Regions from separate parts of the Mus musculus genome. Here regions 1, 3 and 4 are each linked to region 2. A link is a contact called in public promoter capture Hi-C data. All regions are on one chromosome and are shown on one strand. The core of a region is the stretch at or near the end of the contact, and the rest is flanking DNA. Distances in the headings are between cores, read along the strand shown.

Region 1 (2,962 bases), core at 391-2,890, 510 kb before region 2:
CTCTCCAGGGGAGGGACACGCTATCACCCAGGCATCCCGTGACCCTTGAGCATTCTGTATTTCACTGAGCTTTTTATTTGACATCCCAAGACACAGGGAAGAAAACCAGATTGTTACCCTTATGCTAGGAGATACAAAATATAAACACTCAATCACAAATATTCAAATGTAAATTATAATTCTATTTTTTGGCTACCTCGGATCAGATTCTTGTTATAATATTCGGCAAATGTTCTAGTTTCATGGGTACAGAAGGATAGTCCTTATTTTTAAAAACATTATTCTCAACTCTTCCAAGTGTAAGAAAAATTATCCTTACTCCTTCCCTGAGGTAGTCTGCTGTTCGCTCTTTAGTAAGCTCTTCAATAAATTACTATTGTAATTATTGTAAATTAGTGATTGCAAGCGTCATTAAAAGGGCCTGCTGCCCGATATATTGTTGTATCTGCAATAACAACCCAGTTCTTGATAGATACGTATTCAGGGCACAATTTTAATACTCAAAAAGGTTATCCCCATAAATGAAAACCAAGACAGGCATACACCTTCCCAAGAGTGGATGGCTGTGGATGTCCGAGATTAACCCGAGGTCTTCCTGTTGTCTGGGACATCCTGCTTAGGTGTGAACAGCAACAAGATCAATGCATAGAATATACTGATATAAAATTATGGTAACTTCATTAATATGGGAATTCTAAAGAAATAAGGTAATAACGAAATAAAAAGTTGATAGTGTTTTTGTCTTTACGTGGTTGCTATGAATTTAGCACCAGATTTTCATCAAAAATGAGTTCCAGCTTTATAAAGCAATTTTTAGAGTGCTATTGAGCAGACATTACTTTATTAAATTGAATTGTTTAGTCCAAGTATTTGGGTGAAATCTCAGCCTTTCAGGTCTGTGATAATCTTACTCTTATTATTGTGAATTATACCTGGTATAATAGCATATGAGAGTCAGTTCTCTCATCTGCACGTATAAGTCTAAGCAACTTGATAAAACCTGCATCACAAAGAACATCTACAAAAGTAGATCTGCTTTTTGTTTTTGTTTTTGTTTTTGAGATAGGGTTTCTCTGTGTAGCCCTGGCTGTCCTGGAATTAACTCTGTAGACCAGGCTGGTCTCCAACTCAGAAATCTGCCTGCCTCTGCCTCCCAAGTGCTGGGATTAAAGGTGTCTGGCATCACTGCTGGGAGATCATTAGATGATTTTATAACGAAGTTCCATGAGATTGTAATTACTCAGAGGAAAGTTTGCCGGTAATTACTGTAACTACATCAACAGCACTGAAGAAACAACTCTTTTGTGGTACACTGTCTCCCTCTTGTGGCCAACTTATTAAATAGCAGGCTGAACTTGGGCTCTGTGTCTTCCTGAACACATACCGACAGAAACGCTCTCTCTCTCTCTCCCTCTCTCCCTCTCTCTCTCTCTCTCTCTCTCTCTCTCTCTCTCTCTCTCACACTCACTCACACTCACACACACACACACACACACACACACACACACACACACACACACACACACACACACACACACACACGATTTCAGTAAGCAAGAGCTGATATAAGTCAGCCAGAGAGAAGCACGACAAAATCTGTGCTTAGCTCTCCTTCCGGTAACACTGTCTAGTTCTCAGCCCAGAGCGTGGGAGTCAAAGAATCAATCAGTGCTTCCCCGCCATACCCCAGGCCTGCTCAGTAGCCATCTCTCAGATAACTCTTGATTCAGTCAACTTGACGTTTGACACCACAGATATCTGATTTTACCAGTACTATAGGTGATTGGGGCTGAGGAGACAGGAATGAGCTTGACTTGTAAGACCAGGAACTGAGTTTTATTCCAGAATGAATGTAAAAATAAGCTGGACTTTGGCGGTGCATGTCTGTAAGTCCTGTAGTGGGAAGCCAGAGAAAGGCAGATTCCTGAGGCCCGGTGTCCCCAGAGCCAGCCAGCCAGCCTAGCGTGCCTTTTGAGTTCTAGGGTAGTGAGAGATTGCAATTGAAGAGAGACAGTCAGGGAGTATGTGCACCCCTCCACTTATGCATACCTGCAAGCATGTTCGCAAACAAGTAAATAAGTAAAAAAGGAAGAAATAAGTGGGAACATTCCAATGTCTTTGTTAGAATCATAACTTTATTAAAATATGGCCAGAATATATTAATTAATATTTAACTATAGTAATGAATTGCAAATGGAAGAAGATAGTTGAAAGTAGCCTAGATCAAATGTATGTAAAATATTTTCCAAAAATTCACATTTTAAAATTGTAGGGAATTAAAAAAATGGATTTATTACTAGATTATCATCTATGTACAATTTACACTTTGTTTTAAAATAATTTTTAGGTGAGAACTTTGACGTGATGTCCATTCATGTTTTAGTATTTAAAATAATGGTGAATGAAGAGAATGTTTTACAGTAGTGCTCATAGATTGTCTCTTAACAGAGCACTGCTGCCCTCTAAAGGACAAATTGGTTTATGCCATTTAAAGCCTCAAGTGCCTTCCTTATAGATCATATATAAATTATCAAACACGTGGAACATATAGGCTCGCTCACTCAGGTCGTTACTTGCATGGAACCCATAATAACCTGAATTTTCAGTTTTAATTTTCTCATTTAAAAATTGACGGTGGAAATTGTATATTTGGCAAAACAACAGCAAGGATGTTATCATAGTGTTGGGAGAGAGCTACACACGTGATGTTTTAAAATTTACCTTGTAGATTCTGAGCTGGGGTCAATGAAACCGCTACATACATTTTGTGCAATGAAGGCAGATGATGGTCCATGCAAAGCAATGATAAGGAGTTATTTTTTCAATATGTATACTCATCAATGTGAAGAATTTATATACGGGGGATGTGAAGGGAACGAGAACCGATTTGATACCCTGGAAGAGTGTAAGAAAACATGCATACCAGGTAGGTTTCCGGGAAGCCTGTGGCACAAGAGTTGGT
Region 2 (3,145 bases), core at 171-2,670:
ATTCTGTACTTCTACCAATCCTCAAATGGAATTAATGAACTACAGTCAACTTATATAATTTATAATTTAAGCATGTGACCTTTTTGAAAATAGTACTTATCACACATGAAGCAAATATCATTCTAAATAAATGCAAAGGCTTAAACATTTATTGCTGTTTGGTTTTTAAATCCTCAAACAGCTATATGCATACACACACATTCAGGCACACGGAGTATGGTGTGTGAATAGTAACTACTTAAAGTACCTTCACTATGAAAACAAACTCATTCTATTTCATAGAAAATATGAACTGACATTCACTAATTCTGAGCTTTTAAATAATAAACACTATTATATAAAATGAGTTTACAGTTTATCTTCTTCTCAGGGGTTTTCTTAATGTATGGTGTTTTCCTTTGCTAACACAATGTTTCACTAATGCTAGTGTTGGAAGAATGATAGTGTAACTGTTAGTTCTTCATTACTTAATAAGAAAGCAAAACAAAATAGTTTTGTTCAAACCCTGGACCTGAGGTTCCATAGTGTTTGTACAGATGGCTCACGCCTTGTCAAAGCTGCCATTACCACCGTCTGCACACTAGGCTGGTCCCTTTGCCATTTTCTTTTCCGGTTCTTGACCTGATCTAGTTGTGGTTTCCTCTCCTGATAAGATAGGATCAATGCATTCCTTCTTCCTGTGACCAAGCCACCAAGCAGAGCTCTCTGCCGCTTTCAGTTTCTTAAAAAGAATCCAGCCACATGGATTCAGTAACCATGACTCAAACTATTGACTAATATTTTAGGATAGCTCTCAACTTGGAATATAGAAACAAAGTTCAGAAACAATTTGTGGATTGTTGGGTCAGCCTTGAAAAATGTTACTCCTTAAAATAGTGCTTTATCAATTTTGAGGGTGTGGATATTGACAGCACATCCAATATCCAAACCCAACATGAAACTTGAGAGTTTCTCCTAGCTTCAAAACCAACACGACCATACAGACACACAGACACACACACACACACACACAGAGACACACACACACACTCACACACACCCCTAGAGGGTGTACTAGCCCTGCTTTCTCCATCTTTCCTCAGCCACTAATTGCATGCTGTTGTGAGCCACTGGAAAATGTTTGTGGAATATCAACCATCGTGGTGAGTTTTTTTTTTTTTATTATGAAAGAGAAATTCACAGAACTTAACTTCATCCTCTGGAGCCCACACTGTAACTGGATCTAAGAATGTGCAGATCGACAGTCTTGCCTGTGAACAAATAAGCAAAAAGAATACTAGGTGTGCAGCTGTGCCTGTGACCTCAGGTTTCAAAGTCTAAGCTTGGACTTCGGAAATTTCTCCAACCCCAACTACTGCAGGGTAGCTCTCTGGACAGAACCACCGTTACCGCAGCAACCGCGCTGCACGCTGTTGCCATAGAGACCCAAGGCGCCTCAGAAAGCTAGAGGCTCCACGGCCGCCAGGGATGCTTCGCGGAGGCTGTAAAGCCTCAGAAAAGCGAAGACACTTAAGCGAGAGCCTCAGCTGGCAGCAAGACCAGGCGCTGAGTAGCAGCATCTATCTCCTGCGACAGATCGGCCCCACAGGCTTCCTACTGAAGGAGGAGGAGCCAGAAAAGGGGGATTTCCGAGTAACTACCGCACCACCAAGCTCCCTTGGGGATTGGGGGATGGGCAGTAGGAGAAGGGCGGGAGGGGGCGGAGTAGGGGAGGTGTCCCAAGCCAACTTCCCAGTTTCTGCAGAAATGGTGGCACACGCCTTTACTCCCAGCACTTAGGAGGCAGAGGCAGGCGAATTTCTGAGTTCGAGGCCAGCCTGGTCTACAGAGTGAGTTCCAGGACAGCCAGGGCTACACAGAGAAACCCTGTCTCTGAAGAGACAGAGAGAGAGAGAGAGAGAGAGAGAGAGAGAGAGAGAGAGAGAGAGAGAGAGAGATCATTCCCATGAGTACTCCCCAGAATTTAAAAATGTGCACCTTACAAAAGTAAATACTGTTTGCCAGAAAATGCTCTTCCTTGATAGTTAGGAATTCAAATTGCGTACGATTCTTGTAAAATGATGGTGTGTATTCCTGGATGCCTTGTTGGTGTTCCCCAGCCCTGTAAATTAAATGAGAATCCTACTATCTTCTAAATATTTGCTCATTAAAATCAGTTTCTCTATGATAGTTTCTATGATCATTTTCTTTTTGCTCAGTTTTAAAACTGTAACAGCTCATTAAAGGGTAGCTTAAATGTTCATACTTTGAAAGCATGTGCATGAGGAAGAGTTCCATTTCGTCTTGTTAAAAGAGAAGAGATGTTTCATATTTACATGTCCTGCTCTTATCTGTCAAAAATGAGCCACTGAACACTTCCCTGTCGTTTTAGAAACTTTAAATCTATTGCCTCATAGTTAGGAGTACTGGATACAGTTTATCACTCTGTGCTTTGTTCAAAGCATGCTTCTTTGATTTGCTTATTTATTGAGTGTAGTTGTTTTAGCCTATACAGTCTTAAATAAAACTAATCTTCTACCAAAAGTAAAGTTCGAATGCAAACGTCAATCAACCAAAAATATCAATCAATAAATAATCAAAGTGAGCAAGCCTTTTTACAAAACTCATATAACTCTATACTTTTAAAAAAAAAGTAATGGTTTGGAAGGAGAGCTTTTAATTTTAGATTTAATTTCATCTAAGCATGGATGACTTTTAGAAAAAGTGTTCATTCACAGTGCCAGTTGGTAACCAAGGCCAAGAATAAAGGAGTAGAAACCCAGTTTCCAATGTTAAGAGAGAATATTTTTCAGAAGGCCCTGTTTGATCATATCCAAAGTTCAGAGCCACTAAACCAGTCAAGAATTTAAATCTCTTTTAATCTAGTTATTTTATCAATTTAGTTTTACCGTAACTCTTAAAATTAACTGGGATTTTTTTTTTTTTTTTTTTTTACTGTAAAGGTTTTGCTTGGAAACCCACATGAGTGCAGCTGCCCCACGTTTCTGAAGAGGGGGGAACTGTGCAAGCACATATGCTGGTGAGTGACTCTTAGCAATGGCCTTCCACAAAGAAACCTGCTTTACCTCTGTTCAGGGTTTGAATACCCCACAAATAAAGAAGTTTGGTATTGAGGGAATTAAAAACTAAAATGCCATAGCTTACC
Region 3 (2,961 bases), core at 358-2,857, 880 kb before region 2:
GGCACTGACCCCAACTCTTTTTTTCCCTGCTTTTCTTGATTAACTGTTTTATTCAATATGTATTGATCAAGAACATAATATGACCCAGACAAAGCTTGGGGTCTATATCTGTGAGCATAAAAAAAAGATTTCCTGTCCTGAGAGAGAGAGAGAGAGAGAGAGAGAGAGAGAGAGAGAGAATGCAATTTTACAGTGATTTTTATTTATTTATTTATTTACTTACTTACTTATTTCTATTTTGTGTGTATAAGTGTTTTGCCTGCATGTATGTGGTTTATGACACATGTGCCCTTGGAGATCCGATAAGGGCATAAGATCCCCTGGAACTGCAGTTCCAGATGGCTGTGAGCCATTATGTGAGTGTTGGGAACTGGGAATTCCGTAAAGACAGTAAGTGCCATGCTCTTCACCACTGAACCATCTCTCCAACCCCAAGAATGCAATGTGTTGTTGTTGCTTTTCAAGACAGGGTTTCTCTGTGTAGCCCTGACTGTCCTAGAACTTGATTTGTAGACCAGGGTGGCCTTGAACTCACAAAAAATCCACCTGCAACTGTATCTCAAGTTCTGGGATTAAAGGCACGTGCCACCACTACCCAACATCAAGAGTGCAATTTTTGATTCCACAGTACATGTTACACAGTGCATAAGCAGGCAGAATTGATGGAGAGAGCTTAACAATGGAGGGCCTCCTTTAGAGAAGGAAACTTGAGCTGGATTTAGAGTAATGAGAAGGAGCCAGCCTCACAAAGAGCAGAAGGAAAAACCCAGTCCTGAGTCTGGAAGGCACTGATTAGATTTATTTACGGCACAGGAAGCAAGCCAGTATGGCTGAGTGAAAGGGGCTGGGGGAGGGGAATTGGAGGAGTCACAAGCTTCATAAACAGGAGGAGCATCACTGCCCACACTCTCCACATGGTACCCTCCTTAAGTCGTATGACACATGGCCAGGATAAGGATTTGCTTTGTTTTGGTTTTCAGAGCAAAATCTTAATTACACACACACACACACACACACACACACACACACACGGAATATATTCAGAGCTGATCATGTTTCAGTCAATGGAGCTCAAAACAGAAGCAATGTATGATGTAGATGCTAAGAGTCCAGTGTTTCATATGTAGATGCTAAGAGTCCAGTGTTTCATTGGCTCTTTCCATTTCTCTCTTCTCTCGGGCCATCCCCTTTCAAGCTTCCTGGTGCGGTGTGAGCCCACAGTTGGCAGTGGCTCCAGTTACCACCTTCTGAGCCCACCCCTCAGCAGCTACTTTGTCTAGAGAAGAATAAAGGAGGAAATTAGAGGAAGGCTGGAAGCAAGGAGCTAAGGGAGCATGGAAGGTCTACCCCGGCTCTGGACGATCACAGCCGACCAGAGAGCTGGAGACCACGTTCCAAATGCGCCCCTGACTGGTTGTTGCTTGTCAAGGTCTCCATGGCCAGAGCACTTCGGGAAGGACGGTGATCTCAGGAAAGATGTTAGGGCCAGTCCCTGAGAGGGACGCAGCAGCGTGATTGAAAGATGCCACCTGTCAGATCTTCGGGGGAAATCTGAGCTCCCAGACTAAGAGAAAGTGTTGTACCAACAGAACAGTAAACAATGCCCTTCCCGAAGCCCGGGCCTCTTGAAGGTGGGGTGGGGTGGAAGCAAGGAGGTGGGACTTTGAGCTGAAGGCTCCAAGCCACCAGAGCTTAAAGAACGATGAGAGTGAGGCAGCTCGGCTAGAACGAGGCAAGAGCTCCGAGCTGCAGGCAGAACCCCACAGGTAGGAAAAGTTGTGGTCCCCTTTCTAACTACTTCCCGTATCTTCTAGCCCCTATTCTTACCTTTCACGTGCCAGATCTTTCAATGAGGTCTCTGCGATGAGAGACAAATTCAGGATGCTTCCTTATTCTCTCTGCTATGTCAATTCTTTTTCGATGCCTAATGGAATTGGGTGACCTTGAGGTCAGGTACAGAGTGGCTGGCAGGTGGCCATCTATGAAGAGGGCCAGTAGGGAGGGGGGTGACAGGTGGATTTCTTGGAGCAGGGGGTGGGTAGGATGCAATGGCCTCTACAAGTAAGGACTGAAGTGGGTAAGGTAGGGGTCTCGGAACTGCTGAGAGAGAGATTGTGTGGCCATAGAAGAGAGGCATCACATCACAGCAATCATCCACTGTGGTTTTCCCTCTGGACTAGGGGAGCTGGACTGAAGAGCTGAACTGAGCACAGTATAGGGGTAGCAGTTGGGGTTCAGGGGAAAGAGGGAAGAAGGAAGCAGAGAGAAAAGCAGGAAAGTTTTTCTTTCGTGAAGGGTCTAGTGTGCAGTCAGCTGTAAGAGGACCTCCTCAGCCTTATTCAGTGACTCCTCCCCATGGGTGACTTGAAAGGACACTGGGTTGAGAGGACCTAGTGGGGAAAGTATCTTCTGTATATACATGCTCTAACTCTGGACTCAGGAGATCTCCGTTCCAGGTGTGGTTTGGGCTACTTAATTCTCCTATGGCCTTAGTCCCAGGAATGCTCCTCCTTAAATCAGACTCCTAAACTGTAACATGGGGTCACTTACACCTTCCTGAGGGGTCAAGCAAGGGATGACTAAGGGAGGGTGGAGTGCATCAGTGTGAGCTGTAAGCTGCCGTAGAACCCGGAGCACTGGGGGAAGGGGGTGTTATCCTGGCTCCTCAGAATGCAGAGCTTCTTCACTCCTTGTCTATTTATGACAAGCCCAGAGGGGGGAAAACAGAGGTGATGAAAAGGCAAAGGTAGCTGAGGTGTGTGTGTGTGTGTTCACATGCGTACTGTCTCGTCTCCTCCACCTCATGCGTGTAGTGTGCAGATAGAGGGAGAGATGACTGAAGCAAAAAGCTATGCCTTAGCCAAATACGCCTCACTTGGGGGCATCATCTTACTGACACTATGCTCTGTCTGTCTTGTGTCACTAATAAATGCCCTGGGGACCTGGTCAGGACCTTGATGT
Region 4 (3,294 bases), core at 257-2,756, 830 kb before region 2:
GACCAAAATGCCTGACATAGGCAACTTCAGAGCTAAAATGTCAAGTCTGCTTCATAGTATCAGAGGGATTCAGTGCCTCATTAAAATACAAATAATAAATACCTCATTTAAGATGTGATCAATGTTAGTACTTACTTCCTGGGTGTTATGAGAGTTAATGGCAGGGCAAACACAAAGATGTAATAACTCAATGAATGTATTGACTTTTAGTGTAGCTCACCCACTTCCCAGAATCCTCAGCTCCTCATGCCTCAAGGCCATCAGTTGGAGCCTGGGGTACAAAGTAGAATTTGCCTGCAGCTCTGAGATTATGGAAACTCCCTACAGTTTAGCAGCTCCTGGAGTGGTTACAGAAAATGAAGCAGCCGGGCGTGGTGGCGCACGACTTTAATCCCAGCACTCGGGAGGCAGAGGCAGGCAGATTTCTGAGTTCAAGGCCAGCCTGGTCTACAGAGTGAGTTCCAGGACAGCCAGGGCTATACAGAGAAACCCTGTCTCGAAAAACCAAAAAAAAAAAAAAAGCACAGAGCGAGGTAGAAGACTTTTCTAAGGTCCGAGGGAAGATATGAATGCTCTCCTCTCCTTGAGTATCGGATCTCCAGCTACAAACAAACTTTCCCGAAAGAGGCGAAGGCAGGAAGGGTCAGGCCTACAGTTAGACAGTCGCAGAACTTCACAAGCTACAGCGCGTTTCCAGGGAGAACAGCCTGCTTTTGCAGAAGACGTTTGATCCAAAAAAAAAATTCAGACTGCTCAGTCAAATTTGAATTTTAGATACAAAACAAATGGCAAAAAGTTTTATCACCAGCATATTACAAGATTGCATGGAATTTACTTAAAATTCAAGTCTAACTGGGCTCCTCCTTGCCAGGGTCTCCCACAATAGGCCTATGGTGACAACTCAACCACAAAGACATGTACCTCAGAATTTGGTCTTTTGGTTTGGGGGCTGGTTTGGGGTTAATGTTCTGTTTCGGTTGTTGGTTTTTGTGGTTGTTTTGCTTTGTTGTGCAACTAAGGGGTTGAAGCCAGGGCTCGGCTGGAAACTGGAGCCGGTGATTACGTGTAGGAATGGGGAAGATCCAGCAGCCATTAGGTTTTTAGGAGATTCGGGCCCAAGGCTGGCATATCTCCAAATGAGAGCAATGGAAGGCCATTTAACTACTTCTAAGGCTTGGCCTATTTCTAAAGGCTTGCTTTACCCATTAATCTCAAAAAGCTCATCCATTGTCAAACCTTAGGCACGTTGTGTGCTTCTTCTGCCTTTATCTTGATCCACAAAACACTAAGATCACTAAGAGCGTCACTCAAGCTTCCTTATCCCAACCGGTCACATCCTACCCCATTCCAAGAGGAACTCCGGGCTAACTGGCCCACAGTTCGAGACTCGTCCCATCCGTCCCATCCGGATTTACAGGAACTCACACTAGCAATCAATCATCCTTAATTTTTAACTGGGCTGTGTCCTAAACCAGCCAATAGCTGAGAGTGCCCCCCCCCCACACACTGATTCTCTGCGACTGTCTGCTCAGTCTGTCCTGAAGCTGCCTAGTGACCAAGAACTTGGACCAGGTTTGGTAATAGGGGGCTTTGGGAGGAACACAAAGTTAAAGAGGGCTTGGCAGGGAGATCTCCAGCCTCCTTATCCCGTTTGTTATTTCTGTAGTTTCCATACACTTGATTCTACTTGAGCTTTCCTCCTCCTCCTCCTCCTCCTCCTCCTCCTCCTCCTCCTCCTCCTCCTCCTCCTCCTCCTCCTCCTCCTCCCCCCTCCCCCTCCTCCTCCCTCAAAGCTGTGAGCTGTGCTGCCCAGCTCGCCCTGGCCTCCTCCTGCAGCCTCTGGCTTATTGTTCTGTTAAGCGGAGCAGGGAGATTGAACAGATGGGCCGAGACCTGGGCGTGAAGGGAGAGAAGGGCCAGCCGGTGCCGGGAAAGCGAAGCGGTTTGGGGAAAACAAAACAGAGGGCGGAGACAGAGAGAAGGTTGCCCCAGAGGGAGGAGGAGAGAACACACCCTGGAAGGGTCGAGGCCTGGAATGGAATGGGGGCGGGCCCGGGAATGGGGTGGACCCCTGAGCTCCTAGGCTCCAAGGCTGGCTCTGAGGCTAACTGGCTTCGTAGGACGCAGCTGACATCGCTGCCCAGATGGCCTCCAGGCTGACCCCACTGACCCTCCTGCTGCTGCTGCTGGCTGGGGTAAGTGGTCCCCCTGTGAGGGGGTGGGGTGGGGGTAGGAGTGAGAATTAACTCTTCAGGTCTTGGTGAAGGAGGGAAGCCTCTCCAGGGAATCTTAAGTTCGAGTCTTGAACTAGCGTTAGACCAGGGTCTAGAGGGACTGGGTTGTCTATTGGAAGGTTCGTTAGCTGAATGACCTTGGGCAGGACCCTTTTCTGGGCTTCCTTAATCCACTATGTAAAAAGGAGAATACATAGACCCATCAGCCAGGCTTAGATGGGTCATAGAAGGGAAGATGAAGAACAAGCCCAAGTTGTGAAAAACAGACACCCTCCACCCCTGGTGCTGCTGTGATGGTCTCTTCTAAGCTAGGGTCTGTAGAAAGCGGGATGCAAGGAGGAAAGCTAGCAGACAGACCTGGACCCGCACCACGGTTAAGAACACTGTGGTCCCGGTAGCCAAGTAGGACAGGGATAACAAGTCAACTAATGAAAACTGTGAGCGCTTGCTTACGGTGGATGAGCAGTGGACTATGCTGGAAGCTGGCATCCTGGGTGACACTGGGTAAGGAGCTAGTTAGCACATAACGTCTAGTTAAGCAAGGGATCTGGATTTTACACACTTTCCTTCCCACTTCTGAATATACTGCCACATAAGGAGATTCTCCTGTCTCCACTTCCCAAAGGCCCAGAAGACAGGGGTTACCTAGCCCCCACTGTCTCTTCCTTTCCTTTTGGAATACTAATTGTTTTCAGTTCCCACTGGTGCACTGCATTCACTCTTGGAAAATCCACAGTCCTAAAATAAGACTCACAATTGCACTAGTCTGGCAAGTGAGTCAAAACAAATTGATATTTACAAGAAAACAGCTACTTGCACGGCGGTCACTGGACACAGATAACTGATAACCAAAATCAGAATTGCCTCGTATCTCCTGCAGAGAATTCCCCCAGCATTGCCTATTTCTGAAGGAATTGTGGGGTTGGTCCAAGGTTTCACCTGCCAGGTTATACCAGGAGCAACTGGGATGATATGTTCCAATCATCTCTTCTTGCTTGGAATGGTTGAGGGAACTGTGGCTCACCAGGAAATGAAACACTGCTTCTTGAACCACAGGATA

The links. Promoter capture Hi-C pulls out the DNA fragments that hold promoters and counts their contacts.
Region 1: a promoter capture Hi-C map of liver shows a contact between it and region 2, with 5 times the contacts expected there. The contact joins the enhancer-like site here to the promoter of Zswim2 in region 2. A contact is called at or near these places in 6 of 39 promoter capture datasets (the C10 cell line, cranial neural crest, frontonasal cranial neural crest and 3 more) and 1 of 9 other capture datasets (liver).
Region 3: a contact with region 2 is called in a promoter capture Hi-C map of the HPC-7 cell line. The contact joins the promoter of Smtnl1 here to the promoter of Zswim2 in region 2.
Region 4: a contact with region 2 is called in a promoter capture Hi-C map of hippocampal neurons, with 2.5 times the contacts expected there. The contact joins the promoter of Serping1 here to the promoter of Zswim2 in region 2.

What each region holds. Positions count from the first base shown.
Region 1 is chr2:84,453,764-84,456,725 of GRCm38.p6, reverse strand. Tfpi (tissue factor pathway inhibitor) reads left to right here. Exons shown (of 9, transcript NM_011576.1): 4 at 2,729-2,926. Among named protein-coding and RNA genes, the nearest start is that of Tfpi, 19 kb to the left of the region's middle. Within about 2 kb of position 1,640, at least 39 of the 459 cell types and tissues checked have an H3K27ac peak or open chromatin away from gene starts, as enhancers often do. A contact at or near this core is called in liver, where this site is marked.
Region 2 is chr2:83,939,501-83,942,645 of GRCm38.p6, reverse strand. Zswim2 (zinc finger SWIM-type containing 2) reads left to right here and starts at 1,420. Exons shown (of 9, transcript NM_027964.2): 1 at 1,420-1,632; 2 at 2,943-3,019. The coding sequence starts at 1,468.
Region 3 is chr2:84,821,298-84,824,258 of GRCm38.p6, reverse strand. It overlaps Smtnl1 (smoothelin-like 1), which reads left to right and starts at 1,607. Exons shown (of 8, transcript NM_024230.2): 1 at 1,607-1,766.
Region 4 is chr2:84,773,641-84,776,934 of GRCm38.p6, reverse strand. It overlaps Serping1 (serine (or cysteine) peptidase inhibitor, clade G, member 1), which reads left to right and starts at 1,506. Exons shown (of 8, transcript NM_009776.3): 1 at 1,506-1,572; 2 at 2,121-2,195; 3 at 3,291-3,294. The coding sequence starts at 2,145.